Regions from separate parts of the Gossypium hirsutum genome. Here all the other regions are linked to region 2. The links are chromatin contacts, called in public Hi-C maps. All regions are on one chromosome and are shown on one strand. Each heading gives the region's core, a stretch centred on a gene start, on an enhancer-like site or on the middle of the called end of the contact. The rest is flanking DNA. Distances are from core to core; before and after follow the strand shown. Region 1 holds the start of LOC107903845. Region 2 holds the start of LOC107903847. Region 3 holds the start of LOC107903843 (cysteine-rich receptor-like protein kinase 2).

The links. A called contact is a pair of places that touch in the nucleus more often than the background predicts.
Region 1: a Hi-C map of leaf shows a contact between it and region 2, with 1.7 times the contacts expected there. The contact joins the promoter of LOC107903845 here to the promoter of LOC107903847 in region 2. A contact is called at or near these places in 2 of 34 Hi-C or Micro-C datasets (hypocotyl and leaf).
Region 3: a contact with region 2 is called in a Hi-C map of leaf, with 1.5 times the contacts expected there. The contact joins the promoter of LOC107903843 here to the promoter of LOC107903847 in region 2. A contact is called at or near these places in 2 of 34 Hi-C or Micro-C datasets (both in leaf).

What each region holds. Positions count from the first base shown.
Region 1 is chrD05:39,965,129-39,969,525 of Gossypium_hirsutum_v2.1, forward strand. LOC107903845 reads right to left here and starts at 3,109. Exons shown (of 5, transcript XM_041092869.1): 1 at 2,831-3,109.
Region 2 is chrD05:39,784,978-39,789,122 of Gossypium_hirsutum_v2.1, forward strand. LOC107903847 reads right to left here and starts at 2,881. Exons shown (of 7, transcript XM_016830015.2): 1 at 2,376-2,881; 2 at 2,183-2,269; 3 at 1,783-2,028; 4 at 466-630. The coding sequence starts at 2,663.
Region 3 is chrD05:40,000,540-40,004,954 of Gossypium_hirsutum_v2.1, forward strand. LOC107903843 (cysteine-rich receptor-like protein kinase 2) reads left to right here and starts at 2,100. Exons shown (of 8, transcript XM_016830011.2): 1 at 2,100-2,413; 2 at 4,117-4,415. The coding sequence starts at 4,169.

The DNA of each region.
Region 1 (4,397 bases), core at 1,859-4,358, 180 kb after region 2:
TGATCCCTTATAAAGTTCTTCATTCATTTCATTAAGTAACATGTAGAACTTTGCCGCTTCTCCATTCGGCTCTTCATCAGGTACACTTCTTCCCGTTTCAGTAAAAGCATTTCCACCAAGATTACAATCATTGGATGCAACAAAGTCGGGTGGAAACTATTGGAAACCATGACTGCGCATATAAAATGCATCCCGCAACGTACCTTTCATGTCATCTTCTCTAACAGACCGATGGTAAGCACTATGAGGATAAGCCGGATTAATCGTTGAAGAGGTTCTACTAGGTGCGCATTCTTCATGGAAAATCCATTTTTTATACCCCCGAATAAACCAAACAATAATTAGATGTTCGTAAACAACTTCACGAAAATGCCAATTGATGTTGCCACACTTCTTACACGAGCAAAGAATCATATTCTCTTGGCTTGCATTTTGAAATGCAAAATTTAGAAAACTTTGTACTCTATTTCGATAGTTGTTGCTTACCATTGACAAATTCATCCAAGACCGGTCCATTTCTTAATTCTTGAAGTCTAAAGTTGACAATAAATTACATGGGTAAGTTGTTTATTTATAAGTATAAATAAGTTATGTAAGTTATGATATGATATATATAAGTTATTGAGTTATGTAAGTTATGTGAGTTATGTAAGTTATGATATGATACATATAAGTTATGTAAGTTATGTAAGTTATGTGAGTAATGAATTTGAAATATAGGTTACATATCCATACTAATATATGTTATATATTAAAAATATAGGTTTTAATAATTAAAATATAATATTTATAATTATGTATAAAATTTAAAAAGTTATTAGTAATGAATTTGAAATATAGGTAATATATCCATACTAATATAGGTTATATATTAAAAATATAGGTTTTAATATTTAAAATATAATATTTATAATTATGTATAAAATTGAAAATTTTATTAGTAATGAATTTGAAATATAGGTAATATATTCATACTAATATAGGTTATATATTAAAAATATAGGTTTTAATATTTAAAATATAAAATAAATAATTATGTTTAAAATTTAAAAAGTTATTAGTAATGAATTTGAAATATAGGTTATATATCCATACTAATATACGTTATATATTAAAAATATAGGTTTTAATATTTAAAATATAATATTTTTAATTATTTTTAAAATTTAAAAAGTTATTAGTAATGAATTTGAAATATAGGTTATATATCCATACTTAATATAGGTTATATATTAAAAATATAGGTTTTAATATTTAAAATATAATATATGTAATTATTTTTAAAATTGCATAGGAATAGTTAAAACTAGAATCTCTTTCCTGGTATTCCACTTGTTCAAATAATTCTCAAATTACTCATACGCTTTAGATCCAACTTTTCTAGTTACAACTTTCCTAGTCTGTAAATATTTTGCAACCCATGGAGTGAAATGGTAAAAAATTTGATATCTCCTAACTAAGGTTTTAGATTTGAGTTTATCATTTTAAACGAAAAAACAATGCATGAACAGCTTGCCTCTTGAACAGTATCTGATCTAATTCGACTTTAGATTTAATGCAATCCTTATTGTTAAAAGATTAAAATGTAGTCTTAAATTATACACATAAAGTTCATAAATAGTTTTCAAGTAAATTTAAGGTTAAATGCTGAAATTAAATCCAACTTTTTAGGGATTGTTTATGTGAGGGTCAAACCTTTGAAATTGATCATATAAGGATCTAATATTTACAAGAGTGTGCAAATAGGATTTTTCACGTGCTTCAGCCAGTTTAAGTAGAAATTTGTTTGTTAGATAAACAAAAAAATTTATGAAAAGCCAAGCAAAATGTAAAAAAGCATTACTTATTTAAACAAAACAGAGTCCTATAATACATGAAAGTCAGATACCAAGGTATACATACATAATACATAAATACATACTTTGATGTTTCCGAAAACCTAAGGTCACTAGTCATCTGTTTCAGTAGCATGCTTCAAAGTTTACCCACATTATACTTACACAGGATTGAATTCAATTTGTTAAGCCAAGTTTCAGTATTGAATACTAAATTGATCAATAAAAATTTCAAGTAGTATCTAAACAGCCAAATATCTACCAAGCACAGAATAATTTCTTTCCTGGGAGCAGCACACAATCTTACATCAATCAACTCATAATCTAACCCATTTACTAAGAACTAGTTTACCATACCAAAATTAAACCAGACCCAAAACATGAAGAACTTAGCATAACAAAAAATACCAAACTTCATAATTCACTGATACGTATACATATGAGCAATTAAAATTCTGCTTACCTGATTGAAAAACAAACGTATCATGCTTTAGAAAAGCAAAATAAGTTTATTAATAAAGTAGTGTTGTCAAAACAAAACTAATAAAAACAAATACAACAAGCACCCTTACAGACCCAAAATTAAGATAAAATTTTAGCATCAAATTCATCTCAGTACACTAGCAGACAACATAACAAGACAACCAAATTGCTAAATTACAACAGCAATTCCTAATAAGCCAACGTAACAAGCCATTTTTTTAAACTAACAGTACAGTGTGAATCAAAAAGGGATTCAAACTAAAACCCTAATCCAACTCCAAAACTTGAATTAAGGGAAAAGAAAACAGTAACTTGAGGAAGATGAAGAGAAATGAAAGCACTTCGGAACGGATTCCACGAGTAAAAGGGTGAAATGAGAATGTTTGTAGGGATCAAAAACCCTAAAATCAAAGACGATTTGACTACATTTCAAGGTCAACAACAAAATATAAACAAAAAAATCACAAAAACATGAAAAACCCAAAGTTGAAACATGCAAAAAAAAAAAGAACCTGATTGAAGCTTGACCAAAAAACAGAATGGGAATGTTCTTTTCCTTCTTCGTCTTCTCTGTCTTCGTATGAATGTTGACAAGAAACCGAAACAAATCTTTTCTTTTTAAGTAAATAAACCAAATGAAGAATCGAAGAAACAAAAATCGAAGAACCGAAACAAGTCGTCTCTGTGAATGACTGATTAGGGATTCGGAAGGGGAATTAGGGGTTGGGAGCGGGAATGTGGAAGAAAACTGATTTGTGGAAGAAAACGAGGCCGTTTAGTATTGCAACATTTGCAGCGCTTAAAAAAACGCTACTAATTTTATAACTTTTGCGACGTTTCAGCAAAAACGTCATTAATAAATTAAATTCCTGCACTGAAACGGTGTCGTTTTGTTTAATTTTTAATACATATTCACGGCATTTTTAGTCCAAACGCCGCTATTGCTTATATTTTACGGTGTTTTTCAGAGAAACGCCGCTAATGATTGACTTTTTAAATATATATATGTCTAAAATAATATTATTTAAAAAATTTCAAATTTTTAATAGTTTTATAAAATTAAAATTTGATACATTAATATGACATTATTTTTAATTGTTAAAATTTTATAAATTTTATAAATCTTAGAGAGTGTATAATTTAAGTATTTTAAATATTCAAATTTATAAATTACTGATATTATTCAAATAATGTATTATAATTTTAAAATTATATTCTATTTTTAAGTGAAAAAACAAAAGTAAATAACACAATTATCAAATGTCATCATAATATATATGCTACGAGTCAATAAATTAAGCAATCATGTCACTTAGAACCTAAAATCTTGTATATATATATTATAACATAAAAAGAAGTAAAAAACAAATTTTTTTTTTGAATTTGGTATCACAAAAGTAATTAAATCCTAAAACCATAAAACCTTAAATCCTAAATCCTAAAACCCATAAACCCTAAACCATAAACACTATACATTAAACCATAAACACCAAACCCTAAAATCTTAAACTTCTAAGTCTTATGAGTCGTAAACACTAACCTCTTAACACCAAATCATAAACCCTAAACTTTAAACCCTAAATCCTAAACATATACCATAAACCCTAAACTCAAAACTTTAATACCAAAATAATAAACATTATATCATGAACCTTAAAACCCTAAACCATATACAATAAACCTTAAATACTAATCCCTAAACCCTAAAATAAATTTATTTTTTACGGCATTTTTATCAAAAACGCCGTTAATTCCACTAAAGCTCAACAACAAACGACGTCGTTTTCTCAAATTTTTTGCGATGTTTCTAAAAACATGCCGCTAATGCTTGATCTATTGCGGAGTTTGTTGAAAAAGCGCCGCTAATGCCACTAATGCTCAACAAAAAACGAAGTCGTTTTGCTCAAATTTTTTGCGGTATTTTACAAAAAACGCCGCTAATTCTTTATCTATAGCGGCGTTTCTCAGAAAGCACCGCTAAAACTCAATCTATTGCGGCGTTTCTCAGTTAGCGCCGCTAATGCTCGATCTATTGTGGCGTTCTTTAAAAGGCGCCACTAAAGCCAATAAAGCTCAACA
Region 2 (4,145 bases), core at 1,631-4,130:
ACAAAAAAAAGATTAATTAGTGCTTAAAGCCACTATAATCATATTTTTATGTAATGTATAAAAAATATTAAGTCTGTTTCTTTATATATAATAACGCAAGATCAATCGGATCAAGTTTAACAAGATTATATTATAAAAAGTTATGGTACTCGAATTAGAATGTATTCAGACATGTTCATAGTTAAAGTACTCTGTCGAACCCAAGTTTAGGCAATTGGTTCGTTCCAATCCAAATTTAATTTAAATAACAACAAAAATTAAAATTAATTATAAAAATATATATAATTCTTCTCTATATTATTCCCCGAATCCCAAACATGAATGTACAACATGAAGAATTTAAAAAATAATATAAAATATCTTTTTATTAATATATGAAAAAGTGAGACCAGGCTTAATTCGAGCTTAAGATGGAAAAAGAGAGTATTTTCTAAAAAAAGAGAGTTAAAATGGAAAAAGACATGCCTGCCAACCAGCTTCAATGGTGTTGAGATCGTGCGCAAAAGAACCAGAGATGACCCAGAGTTGGGATAAGCTGAATTCATAGGGATTGGAGACGTGGGGTGCCCACACATTTATGCTGCCTTTGGCTCCGTAATATTCTCCCCCGCTCACATATCCAACTGCATGCTGTAACCATATACCTTTATTATTACCACCATCTTATTTCGGATTTCCAAATAAGCATAAAATGTAATTACTTAATTGTTTTTAAAGTTTTTCCCTATATTTTTAAAAATTATGTTATAATATTAATGTTTAAATATGTGGGGATATAAGGTTTTTAAAGTAAACCTAGGATGTTAAAGAGGAAAAAGTTAACAAAAATCAGTTTTTACAATTCCATACATTACATCAAAGAGTAAGAGAATTATATCGATTTGATCATAATTTTTTCAATCTAGAAAAGAGTTTTGCTAGTTTAAACCATCCTATTCTAGGCAGGGACCCCTTAACTTACAATGCGATTATTATATATAAAAGGACCCTTTGTGTAACAAAGAAATTAGGCGTAATCAAGATAGGAGCATAAAATTATATTATAGGAGCTTTAATAAATAGATTATGCAAAGTCCCGAAATACTTTTTAGGTTGTGCAAGTTGAAGAGAATGATGACTTTGAATTGGGGTTTATTTTTTGTCCCATAATCTAATCTTCTACTACTAGGATATTTCATATTTGTGTTTTTATTTGATACAAATGTTCTTAAAAAAAAAGTTTATATGCTTTAAAGAAAGAAAAATGAGTTTACATTTATATATAAAGACACATCATTTATAAGTATATAACTATAATATGTCTTTATACGGTATCAATAAATTAAATATAAAATTGTAAAAAGAATATACTCTGTGAGTTAATTATGTGATGCAAGCACTCAAAGATTTTAATTATCTAAATTTATTTTAAAGGATTTTTACTAAAAATCTGTTAGCCTACCCCAAAGAAATGTATGTACAAAATACAAGGTTGTCTATGTTGGCATAAGAGACTGAAGTCTTTGGTAATAAAAATAAATAAGTAGGGCCGTTTTACAATCCACTTTTGACTACTTTCTTGATATTGGTTCCTTTCGATTTTGAACGCTATTCCAATTGCTTTTTCATTTTTTTCACCTACTTCTGTGGGACAAAAAGTTCATATTTTTCTAACAAAATAAAAACAGTACCTTATGAATAATTGTTTTTTTTAAGAAAAAATGGAAACATTGCTTAGATAAAATTTGATATTTTTTTAGGCATGGCAGTTTTTGTTAAAAGTGTAATTTTGAAGACACCTACCTCATGGCCGTTGCTGGTTGAATCTCTTCTAACACGTCGTCTTGGTTTCCTTCCAAATCTTCTTACAGAACTAGCCCTTAACAAGTCTTGTTCCGTCGTTCTCCTGATGGGAATTGTTCCTTCCGGACATGTTTCACCTGACATTCTCCATAGCTGAACATGTTCTTCTCCTTCTTCTTCTTCTTCTACTTCCGCCGTCATCATCACCCCATCTCTTTCATAAACCCTAGGTCCCTCCGGTGGATCCTGCACATATTTCAACAATAGAAAAAAAAAACTGTTCAATTAGTATTTGTGGACCAATGGATGTTTTCCCTTTAATTACAATAAATAACGACGATAAACACTGTAACATAACCATGTACTGTAATATCGTGCAACTAAAATATTATTTAATTACCAATGGTCGTTGTCCTTTGAGTTGAGGAAGATCGAAGGCAGGCTGATGATGCGACAAAACACAATCTATAGTGTCACCATCAGGACTCTGCAACACCAAAACCATAAACAAAAACATGTTGGAGATCTTGGAAACCAATGTCTGATAAAAGATAAAAAGAAAAAACCTCAAGGCAAAAACTAGATTAAATTGCCTGAATTGTCTTTACTGCTGGCTTGTTGATCTTGTTGAGACGTTGTCTTATGAATTTCAACTTTTGTAGCTCTTTATCCGGTCGGAAAGTTCGATTTCTCGCATGGAGATTATGGGGTTCCGATGAGTAAACGGGAGAAATTGAAGAAGAACAAACAAGAAGAAAAATTACAAAAGCATGAATGATTGGTGAGGTTTTACGAGAGCAAGAAGCCATGCTTGAACATGGGTTGAGTCGTCTTATTCTGTGATCAAAATGGGGACATCTGATCCGACATAAGATCAACATTGTAAGAAAAGCTTTCTCGAGTGCTTCTATCCTTCACACCATTTTTCGAAGGTCTCGAAAACATCCAAGAATGGCAGAAAATAATAAATAAAACAATTCCCACTTCTTGTTATTCTCTTACAGATATTCTAATGTCTTGGTGCTGATGTCCCGACAGCTTGGCTTATTAAAAAAGAAAGCAGAGAAATGGGGTTTTCTCAAAGTTCTGCTAATGTGGGTGTGGTGATATAAATAGTGAGGGTGAGTTTAGCAAAGCTGGCAGAAAATCGAGAAGATAAAGTTTAGAAATGTATGTTTTAATGAAGAATAATAAAGTCACTTTGTGTGAAACAACATTTTTAAACTTCAAAGATTCCATTTTCTTATTTTGCTTTTGAAATTATGATTTCAACTACAAAAGTTGTTTTTATCGCGGTGTTTTTTTTTTTTTGGTATTTTGGTTACGCAATACTAACAAGCAACCATAACTATACAAATAAATCAAAATTTAAATTATTTTATATAAATAAAAAAACAATCTAAATATTTTTATATGATTACACGAGTTATCTAAAACTTTAGTTATTATTATTTCCATATCTGTGTTAAATTTATAGAGAAATATAGGTAGTGGTCTGTGTTATTCTTTTACTGTAGTTTGTATGCATAGGAATAAATGTGAAATACAGTTGATTCTGGGTTTTCAAAGTTCTTTCTCACTTCCCAATATGTTCTTTGTGTCAGCTATATACTTTGTAACCATCAAGCTAAAAGTCTGCCCACTTTGAATTTCCTTTCATTATTTAAAGTTTAGCAAAACTTGGGAGTTATGGGGGACTAGATTTGTTAATTTGTATATTTTTTTTACATTTGTGTATGCTTTGTATTATAATTGCGATTAAAATCTTTTGTATTTTGATCGTACAATCGTATCTTGTTGGGGGTAGGAGTGAGTACATTTCCTGTCTGGTGGCGCATGCAGACACATCCATGCAAATGCATTATTGCAGTCTCCATCAATTACATTTCATTACAGTTCTCCACTCACTCATGCATGTCTTTGTAGTGCTTATATTTTGGGGCTCAACTTTGATTTCTTTTGTCTATTGTGCTAATTGGTGGCCATGGGGTTGGTGTATTTTTCTCCTAGGTTGTCTTGTAACTTGGGTTGGACTTGTTTTAGGTCGATTTGAGTAGCTTGAATCAGCGAGAGGTATATTATAGGCAAACTCACCTCTATTACAAGATTTGATATTATTTTTACATATAAATACTTTATTCATTTATTATTGGATAAATGTTCAAAATAGGATTCAACCTTTTGCACGGCTCACGCGAAAGTTTTTTATTCACTTCAACCTAATTTGTAAAAAATTATGTAAAGATTGACGTATTTAGAATAAAACAAAACACTTGAATCAGATATAACTTGAAAAGAACATAATTTAAAATTTAATATACGATATTTAAGAAGTTTTTATTTCAACACTTTCGCGAAAAGAT
Region 3 (4,415 bases), core at 850-3,349, 210 kb after region 2:
ATTTGGAAAACTAACCCTGCATCTCCTAAAAAGTCTCATCAAAATGATAGTAGCACTTTTGCACCACATGACCAATATGTCTATAGAGTTGACATTGAGGACGATTATTAGAAAACCGTTCTCTTGATCCTTGTCCTCGAAAGAAACCTTTTGTACCTCTTAATTTGCCACCTCTATTAAAAACAGAACTAGAATCTTTAAACTGATCAAAACCACCTTCCCTCTTTTGAACTACATTGGCTTGCATAAGAAGGTTAGCTACAAAATCAAGTTGCCTGGACTCACAATTTACCAGCAACTCATCAAGGAAATCAAGTGAAACACTAGTAGTAGAAGCAACTGCTCAAACTAACTCATATTCTACTAGAATACCAACAAGAATAATACTGACTTGTTCTTGATCAGAACACCATTACCAACTGCAGCCAACACATCACACATCTACTTTATCTTAGACATGTAATCTTTAATAGACAATTGCTCATTCTTTTAAAAGTATAGCATATGTTTTAAGCTAAATAGCTTAAAACTGGATCTAGTTGCAAACCTTCTCTCCACTGTTAGCCAAATATCCATACTCGTAGTAGCTTTTATTAGATGCACAAGAATATCATCACATATAGCAGATAGTAACCATGAAGCCAAGAGTTTATCTTGTTGTTTATGAAGCAAGAACTCTAGATTGTCCATAAGAACACCATCTGGACCTATTGTATACTGAGAAATATCAAAAGAAGGACCCAACACATACCTTTTCTACCCATAACCTTCAATAATGAGCATAATCTAATGTTTCTATAAGAGAAAATTCTTCTCATTAAGCTTAACAGTATCATGCTTGGGGAACTGTTGAATCCGATTGTTTAATCCACTTAAACTAGCCATACTTGGTGACACAAGGAACCTTTCTTGCATTCATGCATCTATAGATGAATGACCATTCCCAAACACTACCTCTGGAACAATGAATGCCTGACCTTCAAAGCTACGAAAACCAAAAAATAAACTGGCACTGATACCATGAACAGATTAACAATAATACCATAAACAAAAATTGAAGAAGAAATCAGTTTACTCACTTTATTAATTGAGTAAATCTTCAACAATACAAGGCTTCCATCCTCATATTTATACAATGAAATGAACTGAGCTAACAACTAACCTTAACCAACTTTAATTGCTAACAACTTCTTTAACTAACAACTAACTTCAACTGACTTAACTTTCCTTAATACAAAATAATCAATCCTTAAGATTGGTTTAAAGACTTCAGCCAAAGGACAATCAATTTCCATCATAGTGTGAGAATTGCGTACAAGTTGTTTGCTCCAAACCTATAATAGTGTTGGTTACTCAACTTCAAAAAATTACAAAATGGTCATCGAACTATTCGATAGTTTTGATTTAAGTAATTTGATTATTAAAATCATTGTTCTATGGCCTTTTCTTTTCACACCGCCTGTACCAATTAAAAGCTCTCTTTCTCATTCTCTTTTACAGTACAGTTTTCTTCTCCTATCTCTGATATGACCGTCCGATTGACTTGGATCTAAAGTATATCCTTCTACTTGTTGATGGGTACTGACCCACTGTATTGATTGTTGAATTGTCGCTTGAAGTTGTCTAGTTTGACTCTTTTTTTTTAAATCTTGATAGCTCAGTGATTTAAATGAATATTTTCAAACAGTTCAGTGATTATTTTATAACTTTTTAAAGTTTAGTGACTAAAACGTAAACTTACTAATAATTTAGTAACCTTGGATATAGTTTACTCCTCAAAAAATTTAAGCATTTACTCATTTTGTGTGTGTTCTTTTAATTGTTTTGAACGTTTCAAACGGATTAGTGAAGTTGGGAAGTAAATTCCTCCCCGAAACAACCTAATTTATCATGTTAAAGTCTAAGCCTGTAAAAATTGAAAACATAAAATCACATGCTTTATAGTTAATGTTTAATAAAATATTTGGATTCAATCAGGATAAATAAAATGACACTAGATTAACCTACGATTAAGGTTTTTTTTTTTTTAATTTGATTGATAGTGATGTGCTTAGAGTCCAAGGGTAGGTAATAAATTGAAACACTGGGTACCGCGTTCCGATTTATTTTTCATTTTTTAATTGTTTAATTGCTGAGATTCTTTGTTTCAACGACTTCGTTCATCCTTCCTATTAACAAAGGAAGTGGCGCAGCCTTCCTTTGAAACTTTTACACAGATTTCCATTTCCATTCCTTACTTTGACTGTCTCTCCCCTTCTATCTTCTTCAATATTTATTCAGTCCATCTCTTTGTATTGCATTTTTTCCTTTAAACCTGTTGCTTTTCTCTGTAATTCTTTTTCCGAAAGGGTTTTGTTCTTCGTTTCTGCAACTCAAATCGGTCGTCTTCCGATTCCATGGCAGATAAACTAAGGTATCAATAAGATCCTTTGTTTTTTTTTCTTTTTCCTTTTACTTTCAACTCTGTTTAGTTTCTGGGTCTTAATTGATTTTGGAAGATAACAAGAAAAGAGAAGTGTAGTGATAAATTGAAGTTTCTTCAGATTTTCCTCAGATTTTCCCTCTTTTTTGTTTTGTGTGATTAAAGGGGCGAAAGCAAAAAAAAATTGAAAGATCAAAATATAATTTTACTATTCTATTAACTTAATACTTTTTCAATTTTAAGGGACTAAATCTGGAAGTTTACCAATTTTTGGGATAAAGGATCCTGCATCTATAATTGAGCCTTATAGCTTTCATAAATTTTGTTGATTGATGCTTTAAAATTTAAAGGTTTACATATAAAACTAAAATTAAGTTGATAAGTTTTTATTTGCTTAATTTCATCAATGAAATCTTTTAGTAATCTAACGATTTTCGACAGTTGATTCGAGCCTGCTGATCCAAACTCATTTTATCCAATTACTGAACCGATTGAACTCTAGATACACTTCAATGTAAACCTGCAATTAATACTGAAAATAATAATTTTATTTAAAAAAACTTTAATTTCGATTTTATTTTAATATTTCAATTATAATTTACTATATCTACGCATTAAATTGTTTCGATATTTTATTAAAATTAATTGTTTCGCTTCAATAATAATCGGATTCCATTCATATTGTTGAACTGTTAGATATATATATATATATATATATAATAGTCGTTCCTTTAATAATTTCCCAATATTAATTTCTTTAGAATAATTAATTAATTTCTCAATACATGTTCAAATGTGAAACCCTGAAAGTTCCTGTATTGTTGTTTACAACTGGGTTTGAACGCCAATTCAGGACATTGCCATTTTTGACTTTCGGTGATGTAGAACCTTTTATAAATGTTGACACGTTTTCAATCATAATCGCTTTCTTTTCTCATTTTCTACCCTCTTCCATGACTATCATCTCATATTTTTCTAGAAAATTTTAAAATAATTTCTCTTAGACGTCGGGTTATTTGCTAATGTTTAAATGTTGTCCAAAATTTAAGAGAGTTTGGATAAAGATATTAGACCTAAAAAATAAGTTTAGGTAAAAAATTAATCCCGATTAAAATATAAAATAAGTTTTGGCTTTAACATTTAAGATCCAAGTCCAACTTGACTCATTTTAAAGTTTATAATATTTTATATTATGTTATTTTTATATATTATGTAATTTATAACATATTAAAAATATTAATCTACACTAAATATATAATATTACTCTAATGTAAACATTAAAATAATGTTACAATGATTATATAAAAATTTCAATAAATATAAAATACAAAATTATTAAATATAAAAATAGTACAATATAAATATTTTTAAAAAAATTAAAAATAATATGAGTGAACCTAAAATAAGATTGAGTTAATTTTTTGTAAATATGATGAATTTGATTGTGAACAAAATTTTAAACTCATATTTAGGTTGGATCAAGTTTGGACAAGTATAAAGTATGTTAATATCATATTTAGGCTGGCCCATAAGCACTTCTAATTATAGGATACTTATACTCTAATCCAATTAATTAAATATAAAATATTTGTTTTTTTTTTAATATCAAGTGGGACAAGAAAATGGGAATTTGCATAATCAATTTCATTATCTTTTCCAGGTTTAATGTAACTTGAACCAATTTCTTGCAACAGAAGTCGGAAATAGTTTAGCCACTCCAGAATCGGCGTTCTGGTCCAAAAGAAAATGAATAGAAGGGCTCAATATGCTTTCATGGTTCTTATGATCGGATCTATAGCATCATTCCAAGGAGTTGTAGGCGATGCAAGAGCTCAAGTACTGAACATGACATGTAGCTCTCAAAACGAGAACAATAGAACCCTTTTTGTTCCCAATTTCATTTCTTTAATGGAAACCATCAGTGACCTTATGCGTCAATTTGGTTTCGGAACCGCGGTTTCTGGTTCAGGGCCTGATGCTAACTATGGTCTAG